2 separate regions of the Oryzias latipes genome follow, and region 2 is linked to region 1. The links are chromatin contacts, called in public Hi-C maps. All regions are on one chromosome and are shown on one strand. Each heading gives the region's core, a stretch centred on a gene start, on an enhancer-like site or on the middle of the called end of the contact. The rest is flanking DNA. Distances are from core to core; before and after follow the strand shown.

The links. A called contact is a pair of places that touch in the nucleus more often than the background predicts.
Region 2: a contact with region 1 is called in a Hi-C map of embryo, with 2.4 times the contacts expected there. The contact joins the promoter of LOC100125511 here to the enhancer-like site in region 1. A contact is called at or near these places in 3 of 5 Hi-C or Micro-C datasets (embryo, fibroblasts and gastrula embryo).

What each region holds. Positions count from the first base shown.
Region 1 is chr9:16,964,849-16,971,241 of ASM223467v1, forward strand. It overlaps bin3 (bridging integrator 3), which reads left to right. Exons shown (of 9, transcript XM_004072478.4): 7 at 579-720; 8 at 1,698-1,832; 9 at 3,135-4,454. The coding sequence ends at 3,281. LOC101168717 (long-chain-fatty-acid--CoA ligase 1) reads right to left here. Exons shown (of 20, transcript XM_004072479.4): 14 at 6,181-6,349; 15 at 6,008-6,096; 16 at 5,808-5,924; 17 at 5,572-5,715; 18 at 5,383-5,484; 19 at 5,233-5,304; 20 at 4,496-5,157. The coding sequence ends at 5,017. Among protein-coding and RNA genes, the nearest start is that of LOC101168717, 18 kb to the right of the region's middle. Within about 2 kb of position 1,988, at least 3 of the 8 cell types and tissues checked have an H3K27ac peak or open chromatin away from gene starts, as enhancers often do. A contact at or near this core is called in embryo, where this site is marked.
Region 2 is chr9:17,053,117-17,059,348 of ASM223467v1, forward strand. LOC100125511 (bone morphogenetic protein 1) reads right to left here and starts at 2,205. Exons shown (of 20, transcript XM_004072482.4): 1 at 1,858-2,205. The coding sequence starts at 2,002. kansl3 (KAT8 regulatory NSL complex subunit 3) reads right to left here. Exons shown (of 22, transcript XM_011479327.3): 22 at 5,262-5,946. The coding sequence ends at 5,944.

The DNA of each region.
Region 1 (6,393 bases), core at 738-3,237:
TAGTCTGTTTTTTGTCTTTATCCTTCTTCCCACTTTTCCTGAATGTTGGTTGTACATATTTGACGAGTGTAAATAATTTTATCCACTTCATTTTAAAGTTAGGATGGGTCATAACTTTGGGTTTACTTTTTTCATTACTTTTTTTTTCTGTTTGTTAAATGTTTGGATTTAAAATATCCTTGTGGACATGTTTCCCGTTTTCCATTAAAATCCGGAACAAAACCAGTGCAACAAGTCCCAGGATGAAGCTCAGACTCCTGTTGCTAAGTTACAGATTAATGTTTTTCTATTTTTAGTGCGAGAGACCAGGAATCTTGTTGCAAGAATATATTTTCATGTGGAATATGATAATTGTCACAAAATGAAATGTTTCATGCTATTCTGAACGATAGTAATTAGATGATGGATGAGAGGAGGCTTAATGCAAAGCTGTCCTCGGGGGTTTCAAAGTGCCTCTTTGATAGTGATATGAAATCAAAATGACTTTAGTTGAGATGCAATACAGAATGCATGCCCCAGTGTTCTTGGTGAGGTACGGTTCTCTAAAGAAATGCTCTGGTTTTATCTGTTGGTCTCAGGTACAGCGGCGTCTTCCCCAGCCTCAACATGGCGGTGAAACGTCGGGAGCAGGCCCTGCAGGACTACAAGCGTTTGCAATCTAAAGTGGAGAAATATGAAGAGAAGGACAAAACCGGGCCCGTCATGGTGAAGCTGCATCAGGTGCGGGCGCGCGCCTCGCTGCATGTTGTCGATCCGTGACGGTTTTCCCCTCTGACTCAGAGCGGAGCGCCGCTCACCTGCTCTCACATGTTGTGAATAGAGCATAGAGCCCGAATAAGTGCAAAAAAGACACAAATGCTGACTGGATATGAACAAAAATAGTTGAGCGCATGTATAGTGTACATGTGCAGTGCTTCACCCACGCAAGCTACCAGCCTCTCAAGGACTGGCTTTTCAAAAAGGTGCTGCTGCACATCTACAGGCACGTAATTGAGAATTGTAGACACACATATATATACACCGTGAGGCCACTACAGAAGCACACACATTCATGGATAGCGCTGCAGCGTTGCCTATGATATTGCCTCTAACACATTCTCACATGGTGATCCACCCACACATGCTGAGAAAAGCACTGTCAGGGGAACAATGCCTTGAAGAGGCCCCTACATCCTTGCCCTTTAAGTAGCTCTGGACCTAAAGAAATGATTCTCAAACTGTATATGTTTACCATGACCACGGAAAAACATGTACAACTGATCAACAATATGGTTCTGTTTGAATACTGCACCTCCCCTTCCCCTCAGTATAAAAAAGACGGAAAAAAATCTCACCCTTATTCATCGTGCATTCCATAACTTCGTGCCTTGAGTAGACTGCCCACTAATACATTCACACAGAGATCAGTGGTGCTGCAGTCCACCCGCAGCCAAGTCTTCCCACATTACCGACTCCTCCTCACCGTGGTCGTGATTACAGCCATTTTGCACCGCATCTCCGTGGGAATTCAAAAACATCTTTCTAAACTAAAATGACAAGGACACGTTGATGCCTTCAGGTCTACATTTACCCAAACCTAGCAAATGACTGCTTCTTACTCCTATCAAGTGAAATGTTGCAGCACCTGCTGCTGGTCTGTTTGAGCTAATAGAGGAAGGTCCGAACCTTGTGTCCGTTTTTCCTCTTTTCACCACCAGGCAAAAGAAGAGCTCCGACCAGTCAAGGAAGACTTTGAGGCGAAGAACAAGCAGCTGCTGGACGAGATGCCCAAGTTCTACCAGAGCCGGATCGACTACTTCCAGCCAAGCTTTGAGGCTCTTATCCGGGCGCAGGTTGGTAGCCCTCGCTGAAGAGTCTATCACAGCTGTACAGACACACCCGTCCAACAGTCGTTTCAACATTGAATAAGTGTCTGAGGAGGGGTGTGTATAACCCAGGCAGTCTGTTTCTTTCCATGCGGCACTAATGTGATTAACCCCCAGCGACAACCCACACACGGCTGTGTGGAAGGCCTCATCTGTCTGGCTCCTCTGCGGTCCTGCAGGCCTTCCTCTAACCTGGAGCTCTTCTTAAAGCAGCTGGGAGTCTAAAGAAAGCGCCACCATGTCCACTAGGCCATTCTGAGTTAGTCAAAGTAAACCAGATTATCTTCCGTGATGCACTTTAAACTTACAGTTAGCAAACTTGCTCCAAGTTTGTATTGTTTAGCATACAAAACAAACTTGATTTTTATTGAAATTACTGTGGAGGACACGCCCAGGTTTTTGTCATCCCTTCTTATGTGGACATTTCCGACAGAACTTTGAGAAAACCACGTTTGGGGAAAAAAATGTATCCGCTTTACCCCTACAAACAGCTGTAACCCAATACTTATGTCCCACGTGTGTGGTTAAGTTGGTAAACACTGATGTAAACAGGCAACATCATTCAATCTGAGCACTTTGAGAAGGTTTTACAAGGTGCTGTAGGCTCTAAGATTTCATTTGGAGATTTGTTACTTCTTAAAAACTCTCCGTTCTGACAGAGTTCTTGAGCTGCAAATCGGTTTAGCTCAGCAGTGACTTCTGCTTGTCTAGTAATCATCGTTGGTTTTGTCTGCAATGGAAATTGTTGTTTCAGTAGCTGGAGATGTTGCCCTTAAGTGTACAGCATTGTTTGCATTGCTTCATGTGTAAATATTGAGATTTGCGTGTGGGTTTCAAGGGGTTGTATTTCCCTGTACTTTCATTCTCTGCCCACTCTTCTGGAGTCTTGTAATGTGATTAAAGCCTATTAATCATCAAAGCAACTCTCTAGGGAGCCTGACTCATGAACTGAGGGGAAGAAGCAGGGGCGAGGAGTGTCAACAGAGCTTTCAGAGAACACTATCTCTTGTTCAGATTGAGAGAGAAAAGCAGGGTCACTGCCCCCCAAAGAAGCTCCTTTTTGGGGGGCTTGTTTTGTCTGTGGGCTCCCTCTTTTCAAATCGCTCATCATTTGGAGGGTCGTAGAGCTTTGAGACCACCAGCTTTAGCAAGTCTAGTTAGTGAAAGCATTGTTTATGATTGCTCTGGATGAACCCTCTTTAAAGTCATTTTAGAAGAAAAGATTCCAATTTTTCTTTTCTTTTTTGTTGTTTTTGCTTTGCACAACAGGTGGTCTATTTCACTGAAATGTACAAGATCTTCAATGATTTAACGGACCAGATCGACCAGGCAGGCATGACCGACGACCAGAGGCAGAAGGAGACGGAGGCCAAGCTCAGCGAGTTGCGGGCTCTGTCCATTGTTGCGGACGACTGAGGACGGAAGGCCGAATGTTGGGAGGTGCTCTTGTCATGCCTTTCTGAATGGATTCTGCTCTTTTCAAGCTCTCTGGGATTCAGACCGACTGCATTGGCCTTAACTTGATTATCAGTTTGTTTCCTCGTGGCCTCATCTCCCCCCCCCCCCCCCCCTCTTTTTTTTTTTGCATGACACCCTGTTTCTTTGTCTGTACAAAGACTCAAAGCAGCCCAGTGCCGTGAAAAACGGATCCGTCAGCAAAGTGCAAAATAAGCCAAGAAGTTGTTGTGTTTTTATTTAAGTTAAGGATTTCTGTCAAGTTGAGTTTTATATTATAGGTGAGAGAATTCAGGATTGAAGTACAGAAAAGGTCTTGATTACTTTGTTAGTGAGACTTACTAACTGGCTGACAAAGAAATAATTTAACACTGAAATTAATCATTTTGTAATAAACTGCAGGTTTAAAAAAAAAAAGGAAACACTAGCTCTTTAACTTGATCTCATGTTATTCGTAGCTCTGTGCCATGAGGATAAATAATTTACACCGTTTATCTGTTATAACCACTGTTTAATGTGTCCACATTGTCCCTCCAAGGAATAAATCATCTATAATAGAATCATAACTACCTTGGAAAGTGGACGGCTCATCCTGGAAGGATGGCAGACATCTGCCCAGATCTGAAAGGCTTGGGACCCCCTCTAGTGGTCACTACTGGCTACGACATTTAGATTCCCCCCCAAATTTCACATCCACTGTTCTTTTATTGTTAGTAGTGGGTAGTTTTGTTTATTAGCACAGGACCTCACACAATATTGGCTTTCTAGAGCGTCCTTTCTGTTCCTCAACACCAGGGATTGAAGCCAGTGTTTGTTTTTGGCTTCTCTTAGTCTGGGACCAAATCCTTCTGCCATTGCACTCATTTGTTCCACCCCTGAGTTGGTGAATCGTGGTCAAGGTAGAAAGCACTACATGATATACATGAAGATATTCTAATGTCATTTTGTTTTTCTGTACGGTTTTACAACCAGTTAACTATTATTTATTATTCTTTTCTACATTTTTGAAGAAACTGCTAAATATGTTGTCATGCAGGGGGAAGTGTTTGATATATAAAAATGTTTTTTTTTTCTAATTTTCTATGACAATCTTTAATATCAACGATAATCATGAAATAATAAACGAGTACAAAACTAGTTTCTCAATAGACTGATTTAAAGTTAAAGCGAAGAAGTCCAGTTGTAATAGTTTATTTTTTTATTTATTACAATTCGCTGTAGATTAGGATGCATATTTTCCCGTTTTCTGTGATGAAATCATTAATAGGATTAGCTAGTACCACAGCCATATTCACGATGATGATGGGTTACTGTAGCGCACAAACCTCCAGTTAGTGCATGTTCAAGAAGAACCATGTACACACAACACATTCCCTTACATGGTTGCTTAGGAAAATAGTGCAATGTAAAGACAATGTTATTTTTATGACTCTGGGTGACTTTTTATGATGTGATTCTACAATTAAAGAATTGGTGTTCCCAAAACATGTTCTTGTGAGTCATGGAGTAAACTTTAAATGACACTGGAATGGAGAGAAATCTGAGAAAAGAGGAAAAAGAATCTCTTTTAAAGCAGCAACATGCTCAACAGGTGGGTTTCTCTTGTAAGCACTACAGGAATTTGGGGACTATTTTCTTCCCTCCAAAACTCAGCTTATGTTTTCCTTTTATGGACGTTGGCGTCTGGTGTTTTGAGTCAAAGTGGCGTCTTGCTGTACATGCTTGACAGCTGTTCCTGGAAGACTTGGCGGATGTCGTTGCGTCTGCTTTTCAGGGTCGGCGTGAGAAGGCCGTTGGCGATGCTGAACATCTCTGGATGCAAATAAAGATCCTTTACCTGAGATGAGAAATGAAATGTGTTCACTGTAGTGCAGCTTTTCGTAGCTTATTCAATTAAGAAGAGTCTGCTTACCTGTTCAAAGGACTTCAACCCGGCTTCCTTCCCCACACCTCTCATGTCCTCTAGTACTGCATTCTTTACATCCTGTTGGGAGAGTCTGTGTTTTAAACCTGTTGAAACGGTTAAATCAAAAGGATGTTTGTGAAAAAAGGTTTGGCTTACAGGATTTTGGCAGAGTTCCTTGTAGGACCCCATGAAGCCTCTCTCTTTAGACCAGTCAACAAAAACTTCTGGGTCGGGCACAACAATCCCAACCAGATAAGACTGTTGATGCACAAAAGGATGTGAAGGATTCAAGTAGCGACCAATGGTGGTTTGCAGTAGAAAACACATGGCGACCTAATGCAGTACCTGTAAACTGTCTCCGTGGACAAACACCTGCAGCACAGGAGTGGAACGCATGTAGATGTTCTCTATCTTTTCTGGGGCAATGTACTCCCCCTGGGACAACTTGAAGATGTGCTTTTTTCTATCGACGATTCGCAAAGAGCCGTTCTAGAAAACAGGTGTTTAGTGACTCAACATTTGCACACAAAAAACAGAAAAGGAAAATAGACGGATAACACACGTAGTAGAAAGTGTTTTACTTTTAGCCACTGGCCCACATCTCCAGTGTGAAGCCAGCCCTCGCTGTCCAAAGCCTCTGCCGTCCTTTCCGGGTCCTTCAGGTAGCCTCTGAACACACTTGGGCCCTGAATACAGATCTGAGAATACAGATCTGATGAAGCATCACACAGTTCGGCCAGCTTCTAGAGGGCAAATGCAGGATACATTGACACCAGCTCACCTCTCCCTCTCCATTTTTAGCATAGTAATTCATATCAGGGATGTCCACCAGCTTCACCATGGCACAAGGTAAAGGAGCACCAACGTGACCTGAAAGAGCCAACCCACATCCCTGCTGAGGAAGAGGAGGAACATCCTCTACAAGAGCAAAAATGTCAATGAAGGGAGAATCACCTGTGCTACTGTCCCCCGGCATGGAGAACGTGCACCCGCTGGTGCACTCCGTCTGTCCATAACCTTCAAATATCAAGCAGCCTAAAGTGGCTCTGAGGAAGGACAGCACTGTGGAGGAGATGGGTGCTGAGGCCGTCAGGACGAACCGCAGGTTGCCTCCCAAACTCGCCTGGAACCAGAACGACAAGGAAGCTGCATTTATGTGAAATGACT
Region 2 (6,232 bases), core at 955-3,454, 88 kb after region 1:
CAGGAGAGAGCCACAACAAAAAAGGGGTGCACGTAGGTTGACCTGTCGGCAGCCACAGCCGAGGCAGCGCAGGAGCGCAAAGGTTAAGCCAATGCTCAAAGATTTAACATGTACAATAGACAGCACAGTCAGCTGGCATCGTCACCGGAGGCTTTAAGTAGATTATGATGTCTACGCCTCCAGCAATGGAATAACTCAAACCAGTCACAATTTTCTTTATCATCATTTGAGCAGAGCATCTGGTTCTCATTAATTTCTTATTATAAAAATTAGTTTTGTTTTATTGAAGTGTTTGGTTCACTAAGTGCCTTTTAAGGTTTAGCTGCCAATTTTTGTGTAAAATTTTACTCATGTAAACTGTGTTTTATAGGAAGCATTGACCTGTGTGAGGAATTAATAAAAATAAAATAAAACACTTTATTAAATACAAGTCACTGTTGGTTCACTAAGTTAAACCCTAAATGCAGATGTGAGAATAATATGTTTTATGAAAGAGCAAGCCAAAATGTTAAGAAACAGAAATCCCAAATTTCACAATACAGACGAGTGAAATCCTCCAAAAACGCTGACCTGTTACCACAGCAAGTGATCGAATTGCCTCAACGCTATGATGCAACTGACAAACGAGGAAAAACGAGAGAAAAATCAATAAACCAAGAACCATCAACACCGCCTTTGACCACAGGCTGTGTGGAGGTCATGAAGATGAGATATTGGATATTTTCCTGCAAGGTCAGAAGGAGAAAGCAGGTGACTTTTCCATGGAAAACCATCATCAAAACTCCAGTTGGCTGACATTTCATTTGGAACAAACTGGCCTATTCATCAAAAAAAAAAAGTCCTTGCCTTGAAGAGTTGAGTTCTCTGCTGGGACATGATGAACTCAGAAACCCCATTCAAACCAACACCACACTCAGTGTCATCAAATACGCTCCAATGTGAAGAAACTGATGTTACATTTATTTAGAAGGGAATACTTGCGTGACTCATCATAAACAGTGGAGTAAAAACAGGAAGGAACATCTTCATTTCTCCACAGCTTGACCTTTGTTGTGTTTATGCATCGAGTTTTACGTCCTTAAGCTCTGATTCTGCAGAAAGATGCTGAAAGCAGACATTTGGCTGGAGGAGTAAACTACTTACTTTATTCCTGTAAAGGCTGACACACTGGAAAGGGACAGATTCCCAGCTGGTAAGCACGTTTTGGGTTTTGGAGGTCACTTTGGATGAAGCCCACTCATCGTAATCGGAATATTTTTACTGGAGGAAAAAGGCTTGTTGGTTTGGTTCAGGTGGACCCCCCCCCCCCCCCCCTTTTTTTTGTGATGAAACCTCAATAAAAGGCCCAAAAATGATGAACTATGCAGAACTATGAGAAGAAAATGACACATTAGTCCTCCAAAGCTTCCCCTTTCCCCTCCTCCACTTTCTTTTATTACTCCATAAGCAGAAAAGAGAAGAAGAAAAAAAACTACAATTTCCAGAAATGTGAAGAGATCCTACAATAAAGCTCTCTTTTTAAATCTCAGTAAAGTCAGTAAAATGATTCCAAACATCTGACAGGACTTTTGAACAAAAAGCTAAAACTTTTTTTTCCCATTTTCTTACAAATGCATGCTTTGTTTTTGTTTGTTTTTTTAATACATAAACTATCTATTATTATCGGCTTCCCCAAAGCAATTGTGTGCTTCAAATGTTTCCAACTCTGCACATAATGTTCTCCCACTTCTTTCCAAAACTGCATCCACTACTGTCAGCTCTCCAAACGCGTCTCCACGGTCGGTTTGCGCCGATTCGAGCTGCTGCCTCAGCAGAGCGCACCACAAAAACAATGAGGAAAGAGGAAAAACATCTCACCAGCTTTACAGGGATCCTTGTAGTCGATCGCCTCTGATGTGGCAGTGGGCTCCACATAGTAGCCTGGATCAGCTGCATCTAAGTCTATCGCCAATATCACGCCGAGACATGATAAAAGAAACAAACACCTCACCGAGAGATCCATGATTGTGGTGGGGAGAGACAGCAAAAGGCGAGGGATAAAGGTAAAGGAAGATAGAGAGGGGGGGACAGAGGGAAAGACAGAAGAGTGAGTGTGAAAGAGAAATGGTGAGAGAGAAAATGGGAGGGTGTTTTTTTTTCTTTTTTTTTTATTGAGTTGGGGAAGGAGATCGCTGGAGGGCGGGTTTTAAATGCAGCCTCTCTCCCGTGTCGGTTTGGCTCTGGGGGCAGTGATTTCTTTCCTCCAGCTGGAGCTCCGGGTTAGAGCAGAGCGCCTGAGAAACTTTGATGCTACGGCGGCTCCGCTGGGACTCCTCCAGACGGAGATGCTCGCGTTTTTCCAGCTCCCATGCCCACTCTGCAGGGGTCACTGAAAAGAGCGTGCAAAGGTCTGCAAACACTAAATAAATGTTAGTTTAAAAAAGAGTAAATAATTCTACGGAAGTTAAGCTATCATCACATTTAGCGAACAAGACGATTCAAAAAACATTTTTTCGTTCATTGGCTCCTTTAGAACAAATATTACGGTAAAACGGTTTTTTCTAAGTTTAGTGAATTATTTTGAAATTTACTAACTATAAGTGAGGCTTGTTTACAGAAAATTACCGGTAAATTTACTTGATTCGCGCGCCACCTGTCGGTGATTTTGGAGAGCTGCACCCATATTTTGTGAAAACGCTCGTTGAATCACAATATTACATTTTTATGGAAAAAAACTTGTACTTTACACTTATTTGTTTCTACATTTGTGTTTATTCCTATAGGTTATTGACTTTAAATTAAATAAACAGATTGATCCTAAAATCTTTGGTATTCTTCAATATATCTGAACTTCAACCGGGTGCTTTTGATTTTAGTCCGTTTTGTGGTTTTTGAAACTCAAAATAAAAGTTGTTTTATGCTCAACGAAAAGTTTTTTGTTTTTTTTGGCAGCTAAAGCAACGGAACTAACATAAAAATAGCTATTAAGCTAAATTACTATTGTGCTTTTGAGTGGATCCACATTTGAAAGCATTTCTATACCTACTCCAATGTTGTTCACCTTTCGGCTTATCCCCTCAGGTGTCGCCACAGTGAATCAGCTTTCAGTGATTTGCACATGTGGTTTGACAAAGATTTCTACGCTGGATGCCCTTCCTGACACAACCTTGCATTTCAGGCTGTGTACCTTCACTAATCTTTATAGGGCACTGGTGGGTTATACGATCTCCACACTGAAGCACAGGTTTTGTACAAGGCCAGATATAGGCACGGGTAAGAGGGGGCAAATGGCATTACTGCCCTCCCAAACATGATGGGCTGTAGAGCAGCCCATAAAGAGCATCCAACATAAAACGAATTGGACACATCAAATAGATCAAAGGAGAATATAGATGCATGGATAGATGATATGATGATAGGATGGTTTTCTATGCATTTTTGGGGCCTGGGGGGATTTCACACCTCAGCACACCCAGACCTTCCCCTACCTTCACCCCACAGTGGGGGTGCCTAAATCTGGGCCTGATTCTGTATAATGTGGAACGTCAGAGATAAACTGTTCCCTCAGCCTGTCAGCACTTAGGTACTGTTGGTTGTCTTTACATATTTGTGGTCAGGTTTTGCAGGACAATATTGGTAGCATCTCTCTGCATGGACAATCTTAGTGCACTGAGATATCAATATGAGATTCCGCAACCAATTATCTTTAAAGTCTGGGGGTAAATCAGAGACTTTATCTGGGGGTTTATCAAAGAATTTGAGAGTGGAGAGTATTAAATGACTGTCATCTGTTCTGACCTTTTCCCACAGTACACTTGTGGGATCAGCTTGAGTGTCCTGATCTTTCCAGAGAGAGCATCCCAACTATGGCTGACTTCCCACAGATGCTGGTTAAAGACTGACTGGGCAAAGGACCAACATGAGGATGAGGTGCCAGGCTGTTGTAGCAGGGTTCGGTTCTTCCACACAATGCTCATACATGCATCAGTTAAATTGCCCATACATCTTGTTTCTTCAAATCGAATCATCTAGTAATGAATTCATGAGTCAAAGTTGTTTGCCAGTGATAGAGAAGACTTTTCACATTTTTCCTGAACAGAAACATCCTCCACTCTGCTCGTCATTGTATGTTCCTTACAAATGTGGCACCATTTCAAAGGCAGACAAAAGTAACACTTATTGCCAAGAAACACTATTACAAGAACAAGCTAAATCATTTTATTCTTTATGACCTTAAATAAGCTTTAGATCATTAAAATTCCTCTTTTAAAAATTAACATTACTTTTTTCTGGCATTTATCAGCATTTTTAGAATTAGCATAAATCAGATATTTTACTTGATTTTGGAATTTCTTTTGCTAACTTAGCAGCTACTGTACAATTTGTCAACTTTTGAAAATTAAATTTAATTGTGCATACATTGATCACCTTACTGTTTTTTTTGTGGCTCTGTTTAACTTCTTCAGATGGTTTAACAATTTTCAAGAATTTTTGCAGAAGATTTAATTTTCTTAAATCATATTATTCAAGAAACTATGTAGGCTAGCAAATCTAGCTTTTATTAAATTACTCTTGTTTTTGTTTAAGATGTTTTGTAAAAAAGCAGAAGAATATTACAGTACATAGTTTTGGGTTATGGAAATTTACCTATTCCTTGCTTAAAAGAAATTTTTATATTTTTATCTGATGCACTTAATTTCTCCTGCATCATTTTAATAATTTCGATACTTCTTAAGAGTTTAAAGTACTAAAAAAAAACATTTTATGATTTGTAAAGAAAGTAGTCAAAACAAAATACCCTTAAAAAGTTACGGTACATTAAAAATTATCATCCAACTTTTGGGCATAAATATTTGCTAATTTAAAATTAAAATAGTACCAATATTCAGGACTTAGATGACTGATATGCATTTTTTTTCACTGAACTTTGTGCAAACCAAATACATTTTTGAGGACTCTGAAAAATTGGGTTTTGAAAACCCATGAGAGGAAATGCCAACATCTCATCTGTTGTTACCTGGTTTGCATCAGCAAAAATGCTTCTGTCTTTTACATTCAAATTCTTGCATAAAAAGGAAGATACACTTTCCTTATCTTATCTGCTCCCACTGAAGAATTTAAGACAGGAAATATGCTGGACTCTGTGGGCTGTGTTTATGCTGCCACTGTAAACAAGGCCATGCAACAGTTGTGCATGAGTAAGCTACTTTGTAAAGCCTCGTCGAAGCCTCTTAGTCTGCCGCAGGGATGGGACACACAAGAACAAGAGCAAAGCAAGCATCTGTAGGCAAATCACTTTATTTGGAAAAGGACTGAAAACTAGAAACAAAGAACACAACGTTTCATCTGTTAACTGTGCAAAGACATTTGCTAAGACAAAGAAGAAAGAGCATACCATAGAATCCACAACAGTCTATTTTATTTGGGATTACTTTACATTTTTCTTAACTTGTAAATTTTTTTCACATCAATGATGTTCAGACAGCAGGTCAGATCAGCAGGTAAGGTTAGGACAGACATTTCTTTAGGCTTTATCTTTTATTTTGCAACTCATGCATACAGCCCAGCAATGGGATGTAGCGTTCCAAATCTGTTCTAAGTGACTCTCGTTAAGTGGGTTGGTCTGCAAAAGTGTAGCATTTATTATAGGAATGATCTATTCAAAGCAAACTCCCCATTAGCACTGGAGGAGTGGATGAGGAAACAATATAAATAAGAAGAAGACAACCGGGCTGAGTACAAAGCCCGGTGGTACACCTGTGCTCAGGATTATGAATAAAGTTTGAGCAATCCTAAAACGGGTCAAGAGTGGCGTGTTAGTTCAAAAGTTCAGCAGAGTCACTGGATAGACCTCAAGGGCATCATGGACTGACTCTTCCTGATGTTTTGTCCATTCTTCAGGAAGTCCCAGCAGCATGGGATGTCTGTTGTTTCTCTCGCATGGAAACAGCGAGGCCAAGAATTTCACTGCTGCACAAAAGCACAACATGTTAATACACAAAACCTTGCGTTTTTATTTTTAACAGCATGCAAATGTATCGTTGTAATTAGTAAAGAGAACATAGAAATAGACTAACAGGGTTCTTATCAAGGAAATCATTTACCAATATAGCTTCAAATTAAAAATGATTCCTATTTTATCGCCAAAAAAAAACCAACTTCTTCACTATCTTCATCAGTTTTTTTAGCATTGTAGCGCTAAAATTGTGTCAGGCTAAAAACAATTGCATGATAATCTACAAGAGGTCATAGA